2 separate regions of the Rattus norvegicus genome follow, and region 1 is linked to region 2. A link is a contact called in public Hi-C data. All regions are on one chromosome and are shown on one strand. The core of a region is the stretch at or near the end of the contact, and the rest is flanking DNA. Distances in the headings are between cores, read along the strand shown. Region 1 holds the start of Wnt4 (Wnt family member 4). Region 2 has its middle 86 kb from the start of Wnt4.

Region 1 (4,117 bases), core at 910-3,409, 86 kb after region 2:
ACCTAAGAGTGGCCCTGCCCTGAACATCCCACAGTCTGGCCTTTCTCGTGATCACTGACTCTTGGAACAGAGGTGGGAGAAGGTCACGGGGCCAAGGGGGTGTGGTCATCTGGAGCCTGTATCCCCTCCCTGGGTCTCGCTCTGGAGATCCAGGCCCCTAGACCTCCTTGCACGGGTGACTCTTGCTCACTTCTAGGATAGGTGAGTCTCTCTTGCAGATCCAACTTGAGCTGACTGGACCTGCTGCACACTGGCGTGTCTTGCCCTAAGACTGAGGAAAGGCTTGGGGTCAGCTTTCAGGAGGGTGGAGGGCTGGGGTGGAGAGAGAAGGGGAGACCGAGTTCGTCTATACAAGCTGAAATGTTTGCATGTGCACGAGAATCCGTGAAGGGGAGGGAAGGCAGAAGTGGGAAAAGGTGAGACTCGGGACCAGGCACCAGGGTCCCTCTCTGTACACTTCACGGCTGTACCATGCAGGACCCATGCAGTGTGAGAAGCCCACACTCAGAGCAGCTCTGCGTGTTATTACGAAAGCGTGGGTTTTTGGTTTTTTTTGTTTTTTTTTTTTTTTTGAGAGCAGGCTAGAACATATTTTATCCCTCGTTTTGTTAGCTTGATTTATCACCTGCAAATATTTAGACATGTGGTACATGAACTCGCATCTGCACTTTTGCCGGGGCTCTACGGATCCCTACTACCTTCTGCCCAGTCTCCGTGCCAAATGCTTATCAAGCCTCTCCTGGGTTAACCCAGAAAACTGGAGTCAAACGTGGCCATGGTGTGGGGGTGGGCAGCCAAACTCACACAGGAGAAAACAGTTGGTTCTCCCAGGGCAGGGGCCGGGCCATTTTCTCTCCCCCTTGCTTTTAGTGAGAGGGTCTCTGGACTTTTGGTTCCCTGTTTAAACCCGGAGTTCCTCTAGCTCGGTGGGATGTAGCCTCAGGCAGGGCCAGAGGAGTCTGGACTCTATCAGTGACCTGGAGAGGGTGTGGCCCAGCCACGGCAAAGTAACTACTAATACGGAACTGAGCCTCAGCATCAGCCTGGCATAGGTTTTTAAGAAATAACTCCACTCCATCCATTCACTCCACAAACGTGGCACCCACCTGCTCTGTGCCAGACACCAAGCTAAGGGCTGAATCTGCCTGGCGTGGGAGAAGAAGTAAAAGAAGCGCACAGAAACCCAAGCAGAAAGCAAAGATTGGTCCCTGTGCTAAAAGGAAGCCTTCCAGTTCCTAAGCAGAAGGTCTATACAGAAAGGCGAGGGGTTCACTCAAGACCTTGCTGCCTGGAGCGCGCCAGAACCCAGGGCGATCCAGAAGCGAGGTTTCGGATTCCCGGAGTCTTAGGCCACTGTCCCAAGCTGCCCGAAGTAGAGAGGCCCCTGTCCAGCTCCGGGAAAGCTGGAGGGAGGTGAGTGCTAGGGAGGGGCCGGACCACAGAACCCGGGGGGCCTGAGGGCGGGGAGGGGTCCGGCGGGGACACCCTGGCGGCACCACCGCAGCCTGGTGCGCCCCGAGCGCTAGTGACTAGGTTCGCGCGAGTGGCAGCCGCTCTCGCTCCGGTGGCTCCGCCGGGGTCGGCCGGGGATTCCGGCTCCCAGGCGCCGGCGGGGGGCCGCGGGGCGCGGCCAGGGCGGCGCTGCAGTGCCCGCAGCGGCGGGCTGGGGGAGCTGTGCCCGCCCGTCCCTAAGGCCCCGGGCGGGGACCCAGCAGCTGGGTCGCCGCGCCTCTAGCTCGGCCCAACTGGGCGGCGTGCGGCCAAGCGTGCCTGCAGCGGGCTGGGGCTCCGAGCGCGTCCGGGCGCCTGGCCCGGGAGGCCCCCCAGGAGAAGCCCAGTCCCGCGGGCTCAGGACCGCCCCCGTAGGGGGGGGTGTCCCGCGCCGCTGGACCCGCCCAGGTAACCCCATCCTCGGCCCGCCCCCGGCCCGCCCCGCCGCCCGCCCGCCCGCCTCCGCCGCCACCGCCGCATCCCGGCTCTGGGGCGGCGCTGACAGTCGGGTCCGCCGGGCAGCGGGCGCAGCAGCGGGCGGCGCGGCCGGCTGCTCGGAGGCTGAGCCTCGCCGCGCGCCCCGGCCCGGCGCCCCAGCCCGTCCGCGCGGCGCCCACCTGCCGCCCCGACGGGAGACTTGCGGCCGCTGCCCGGGGCGGACACCCACGGCACCATGAGCCCCCGTTCGTGCCTGCGGTCGCTGCGACTCCTCGTCTTCGCCGTGTTCTCGGCCGCCGCGAGCAACTGGCTGTAAGTCTGGTTGGGGACCCGGCGGGCGGGGCGGGTCCCGGGGCAACAGGCGCAGGGGGCTCCCTGCAGGTGTCTCAGCCGCGGGACCCGAGGATCGCGCTTCTGCCGGTTCCTCCTGCCAGTCACCACCACTGTCCCGACTTCCCTCTGGAGTTCCCCGGACCCCTGCTGCCCGAGTCCGGCTTCCCTGCCCGGGGCAGCAGGGCTGGCAGCGCGTCTGCACCCGGAGGCTGCCCTGGGTGCTCGAGGGCGCGAGGGGGTGCGATCGCGGGGCGGTGGCCCAGGAGCGGTGCGAGGCGCAAACCGGCGGGCTGACAGGTCTCCGAGGGGAAGCGTCCCGGGCATAATAGCAGGTTAATAGCGAGGAGTCTAGGCGCGAGCTCCTCGCGCTGCGCCGTGCCGCGCTGCGGGCTGAGCTGGAGGCGTGCAGGGACCTGTTTCTGCCTGGGGGGGCGGGAGCCAAATGTAGAAGTCGAGGACCCGGGCGCCGAGCCTCTGAGAGCCCGCAGGCTGGCTCTGGCTGCTCCTCGCTGTTCCCTGAGGCAGGAAGAAACTTCTCCCAACCTTTATTAAAGAAGGCGACAGCCCCCATCCACAACCAAAGGTCTTGCCTAAGAAGGGAGTTGGTAACCGCTGGTGACCTATGTGTTTCACCATTACTGGGTCTGCGCTCGGTAGGATCCCTGAGAAGGCGAGCTAAGGAGATGGGCTAGTGACTAAGAGAACCAGGAACTAGACCTTAGAGACTCCTTCATCCCTCTTCAGTGACACTTCCCTATGGCCCAGGCTTAACCCTGGCCCCAACTTCTGTCGGGAGCTCTGCTGCCTTCCACTGTGGGCAGCCAGTGGGGAGCCAAGCTCCCGTATTGATCTGAAAAGCATGAGGTGGGAAGGGGGGATAGCCAACAGTGTAGCTGGGGTTTCCATGGAGACAGTGGGAAAGGAAAAATTCTCTCTGCATCAAGACCAAAGAACAAATATCTCCCATGAAATTGCCCTGAGTGCCCAATGGCTGTTGCTATGAGGTCATTGTGGCCAGCCAAGGCCCTGGAGACTGGAAAGGAGTGTGTTCGTTGGGGTCAGAGCCACCCAGAGCTTGGGAGACTGAGGTGATGTGGAATTCTCCCAGCTGTTCCGGAGAGCTAGTGATTCCTCTGAGGCCCAAAGTGTCTGCAGTGCTTTTGTTCTTCCTGCAGTCTTAATTTGATTAACACTTCAGGGGTTGTGGCAGAGTGGACGGAAACCAGGGCACGGCCACCGCACCCCTTTCCACTTCTTGCAGAATGCCCCCTCCCCCAGTGAGGCCTGGGTTGCAGCAGACCTGAAGAAGGGAACTGCTTTGAACTTGAAGGAGTCTGGGGTCTCTGGAGCTGCCTCTTAAACAGATGGGTTTAGAGACGGATGTGAACATCAGGGGAAACTAGAAGTGCAGCCCAGCACCACCAAGCAATACAAAAAAAAAAAAAAAAAAAAAAACCCTGAAGTAACACTGAGAACTCAAGTGTGTGAGCCAGGCCTGCAGCAAACACAGAAACAGCTGCCACAGAAAGGCCCTTCAAAGCTCCAGGTTCTTTAGCTCCCTTTATAGATGAGGAAACTAAGGCCCAGGGAAGGGAGCTACTCACCACATCGTGGACTGAACCCAGATGCTTTAGTTTCCAGACAAGAATAATCTACTTCTTGCCTGAGGCTGTCCTGAAGTTGACCCAGTACACCCAGGTAGAATTGCCACCTGCCTCCAGCCATGTCCACCACGCCCGCCCCAGTCCCCCAGCTCAGGAGGCAGTCCCAGCTTCAGGTCTTGCAAAGCATGGGGAATTCCAGGGCTCAGTTCTTGAGCCTTGTGCCTGCACCGAGTGGGGTGGGTGAGGAGGGG
Region 2 (3,759 bases), core at 1,063-3,562:
GGAGGAAGTATGTCATTGGGGGTGGGCTTTGAGGTTGCAAAAGCACAAGCCAGGACCCAGCGTCTCTCTCTTCCTGCTGCCTGCAAATCCAGATGTAGAACCCTCAGCTCCTTCTCCAGCAGCACATCTACCCCTATGCCACCACGCTTCCTGCCATGATGATAATGTAGTTAATCTCTGCAACTGTAAACCAGCCCCAACTAAATGTTTCCCAGGGTCACTGTGGTCACAGTGTCTCTTCACAGCAATAGAACATTGACCACGACACCAGATAACGCACTAGCTTCCAAAGCCTGAAACTAGAATTGTCATTAAAGATCAGATGCAGCGGTGTACATCTATAATCCCAGCATTCCTATGGTGCGCAGAGAAGTGGAAACAGAAGAACAATCCAGAATTTCGTGAGACAACTAGCCTGGAATACAAGGAGAGCAGAAACAAGACAGACCCTGCCTCAACAAGGAGAACAAACTCCTCAGAGCTGTCTTCTGACACACACACACACACACACACACACACACACACACACACTTACACATACACTCATATACACTTACACACATACATACACATTCACACGTTCATGTACACACATATACACTTATACAGACACACATACATATACACTAATACACACACACACACATACACACACACACTTACACATACACTCATATACACTTACACACATACATACACATTCACACGTTCATGTATACACTTATACAGACACACATACATATACACTAATACACACACATACACACAAACACATATACATACATATACAAATCAATGCATAAAAATGCTTTTAAATAAATGTAACAATAAATAAATAAAAAGCTGGACTGAATACTGTTCTGGTATCTGTTCTTCTAAAACACTGGAGTGTGCGGTTTGTTGCAGTTTCTCTACTTGTGGTTTCTCCACTGGGAAAGTCTAGGATTTGCAACTTTGTATCCTGATGAGAGAGGAAGGTCTCCCTCAGCGAATTCTTTTTCAGTCCCTCCTAACAAACTTCCAGATATTCAGCCCAGAAATCCCTCCTCTGTCAATCACACAGCCCTCTCCATTCTCGGGACAGACAGGTGGCAACAAGGGCACCTGCAGCCCCAGGCCTCGGGTCACACCTGTCACTCTTCCTGCTGATGCCTGGCTCTTCCAGACCTGCATTCTGAGACCCCACAGTTGCTCACAGCAGACAGTCACAGTCTTCCGCAGTCCCCGCCCCCTCACTCAGCAGGTCACTTCCAAACCTACCCCTGAAACAAAGCATTCTGAAATCTCAAGTGACCTCCTCACTGGACAGTGGAGGGTGACGTGGATGAGAGAATAGATGAGGTGAAATTACCCAGCCTTTCCTGAGCCTACATCTGGTACATGCTCACAGGCCAGTGCGAGCATCTTTGAGTCTTTGTTTCCCCATCTGCAAGATGCAGGATACAATCATATTGCACAGGCCTATAGCAAGGGTTACTAAAGGCGAAGCTCCGCTTTAGGGTACAGTGCTTGCTCCTGGGGAAGAAGCACCAGCCCCAGCCCTGCCTCCAGCTCTGAGCTGGGCCAGCCCCCACTTCCTTCCCCTTACCTCTGTCTGCCATACCACCCTTGGCCACCAGTGCACCTGCTTCCGAGGGCTCCAATTTCCTGTAAGTGTAAGAATTTAGGTCAGACACAGCCAGAGGCCCACAGCCCCCTCCCGGCCAAAACCCATAAATAACGCAGCTCAGCCAGCTTGGCTAGGGCATGACTTTCTCTCCTTACCCAGCACCATGCTGGGCCTCAATGCAGCCCTCGCTGGCTGGAGGGAAGACAGGTAAGGCCATTTCCACATCCCCAGGGGAAACTGAGGCACAGGAGAGGAAGCCACAGTTGAGCCCACGATCTATGAATTAGTCCCTTCCTGCCTGTTGTCCCCCGACACCCGGATTGATGGCATCCTTCCAATTCTCAAAAGACAAACGACTGCAGTTTGAAGTCAGCCCACTGACACGCAAAGTTGTCCTTTGAGGGAAAGAGAATAACTAGGGCCTTAAAGCCAAACGATGTTGAGGACACGCTCCCCTCTCTGTGGATGGAGTCACAGGCTATAACTGGAAGAAGAGACATGGGTAGGTGTCAGGTAAATATCTTAAAATCAGGAGACAGGCTGGGTAGCCGGCCACCCCTGTGTTGACTCGTGGATCCCAGCAGCACATAAATGCATCCCAGAAGCCTAACCTGTCAGCCCCCAGGATCTCTCAGAGACAGTTCCACACAATCCTGAGCAAAGGACTGGGCAGAGGCCCACAGAGCGATGCCACCTGGCTGGGCTTCCCATAGCAGTCAGAGTTGGGCCTGTGGATTCCAGTCTGGTGCTCTTTCTGGCACCATGATGTGTCCTCTGATTGTGACCTTTTGGCCTCCTGCTTGAAGCTCCCTTATCTTCTGACAGAGATGCAACTGGATCCTGGTGTGTCTTCCAGCTGGGAGCCGAAGGTTCTCCAAGCATCCAGACCTGCCTGACAGTGGACAGGCTTAAGTGTGCAGTGTCCTATCCCAGCCTACCACAGGGAAAGGCACAGGGAGAGTGTGTGGCCTGGACCCGGGAACACCTGAAGCAGTCCTAGACCCAGGCTACCCCATCTCCTAGCCTACTGACAATTCTCCATTATAGAGACCATCTTCGGGCCACTTAAAAATTTCGGCCACACCTCTCACCTCTCTTTCCTAAATGCCAAGGGCATAAGAAGGGGCCCACACTACCAGTTGCTACCATGTGCCCTGGAAGGCAAAGTCCACCTGGTTGAAAGCCACTTCCCTACACACTTGGTTCCATTCTCCACAGTGTGCCACTGAGACACCTGTGCCCCCTCTGTCCTCAGTCTCCACAGCCCAGGATGGGCCTGGGACTCCCAAGCCCCAGCTCTGGCTGGAGGGAAGTGACCCTGACAGAAGAGAAATGTACCCACAGCTGCAGGGCCCCAAAGCACTGAGGAGACACGAAGACGTTTCCCTCTGAGTCAGGTCTCAGGAATGTGTCGCCCAGTGTGGACACGAGCCAGATCCACCCCCTCCCCCCAAAACACCATGCCGACCCCCCATAACCCCAGGGCATCCGCCTTTTATTAGAACAGAAAAAGAGGCAGGTGCCAGGTCTCCAAGAGCCCATTAAGGAGCCAATAAAGACCATGGAGGGGCTGCTGGGCCGGCTGCTACCCTGAGCAGGAGGCCCTGCCTTGCCACCATGGAGACGTAACCGGGCTCTGTGTGCAGCCAAGGGACCCCAGCTCCAGTCTGTCCTGTGTTGGCTGTGCCTCAACAAGCTTGATCCAGTCTGTATTTCTTTCATTCTCAAATTATTATTCTAGGGGCTTTTTTTTTTAATCACATGATTTTTTGATCCAATTTTTGCTTGTGAGGAACTTCAATAGACACACAAACTAACTGTCCCAGGTGGAGCTTAGAGCCACCTTCTCCCTGCTGGTCAACATGGCCTTCATGAAGGCAGCCTGGGTGGCTCTGAGGCCTCCAGATTGCCTCATGTGGCCTGGAAAGTAAAGCCCACCCGATTAAGGGACTCAGCGGGCCTCAATACCACATCTGTAAAGTAGGGTCACCCCCGAGTCCTTCCTGACTCCACTCCTATGCCCCAGGTTTAAACAATTCCTACAACCCTAGGCCTTCCCAAATTATTGATTCATATTCATTTTCTCTCTCTCTCTCTCTCTCTCTCTCTCTCTCTCTCTCTCTCTCTCTCTCTCTCTGTCTGTCTCTTTC

Evidence for each region. A called contact is a pair of places that touch in the nucleus more often than the background predicts.
Region 1: a contact with region 2 is called in a Hi-C map of psoas muscle, with 2.7 times the contacts expected there. The contact joins the promoter of Wnt4 here to the enhancer-like site in region 2. A contact is called at or near these places in 2 of 12 Hi-C or Micro-C datasets (hepatocytes and psoas muscle).

Annotation. Positions count from the first base shown.
Region 1 is chr5:154,795,291-154,799,407 of GRCr8, forward strand. It overlaps Wnt4 (Wnt family member 4), which reads left to right and starts at 2,160. Exons shown (of 5, transcript NM_053402.2): 1 at 2,160-2,241. The coding sequence starts at 2,165.
Region 2 is chr5:154,709,134-154,712,892 of GRCr8, forward strand. No RefSeq gene overlaps it. Among named protein-coding and RNA genes, the nearest start is that of Wnt4, 86 kb to the right of the region's middle. Within about 2 kb of position 2,313, at least 3 of the 93 cell types and tissues checked have an H3K27ac peak or open chromatin away from gene starts, as enhancers often do.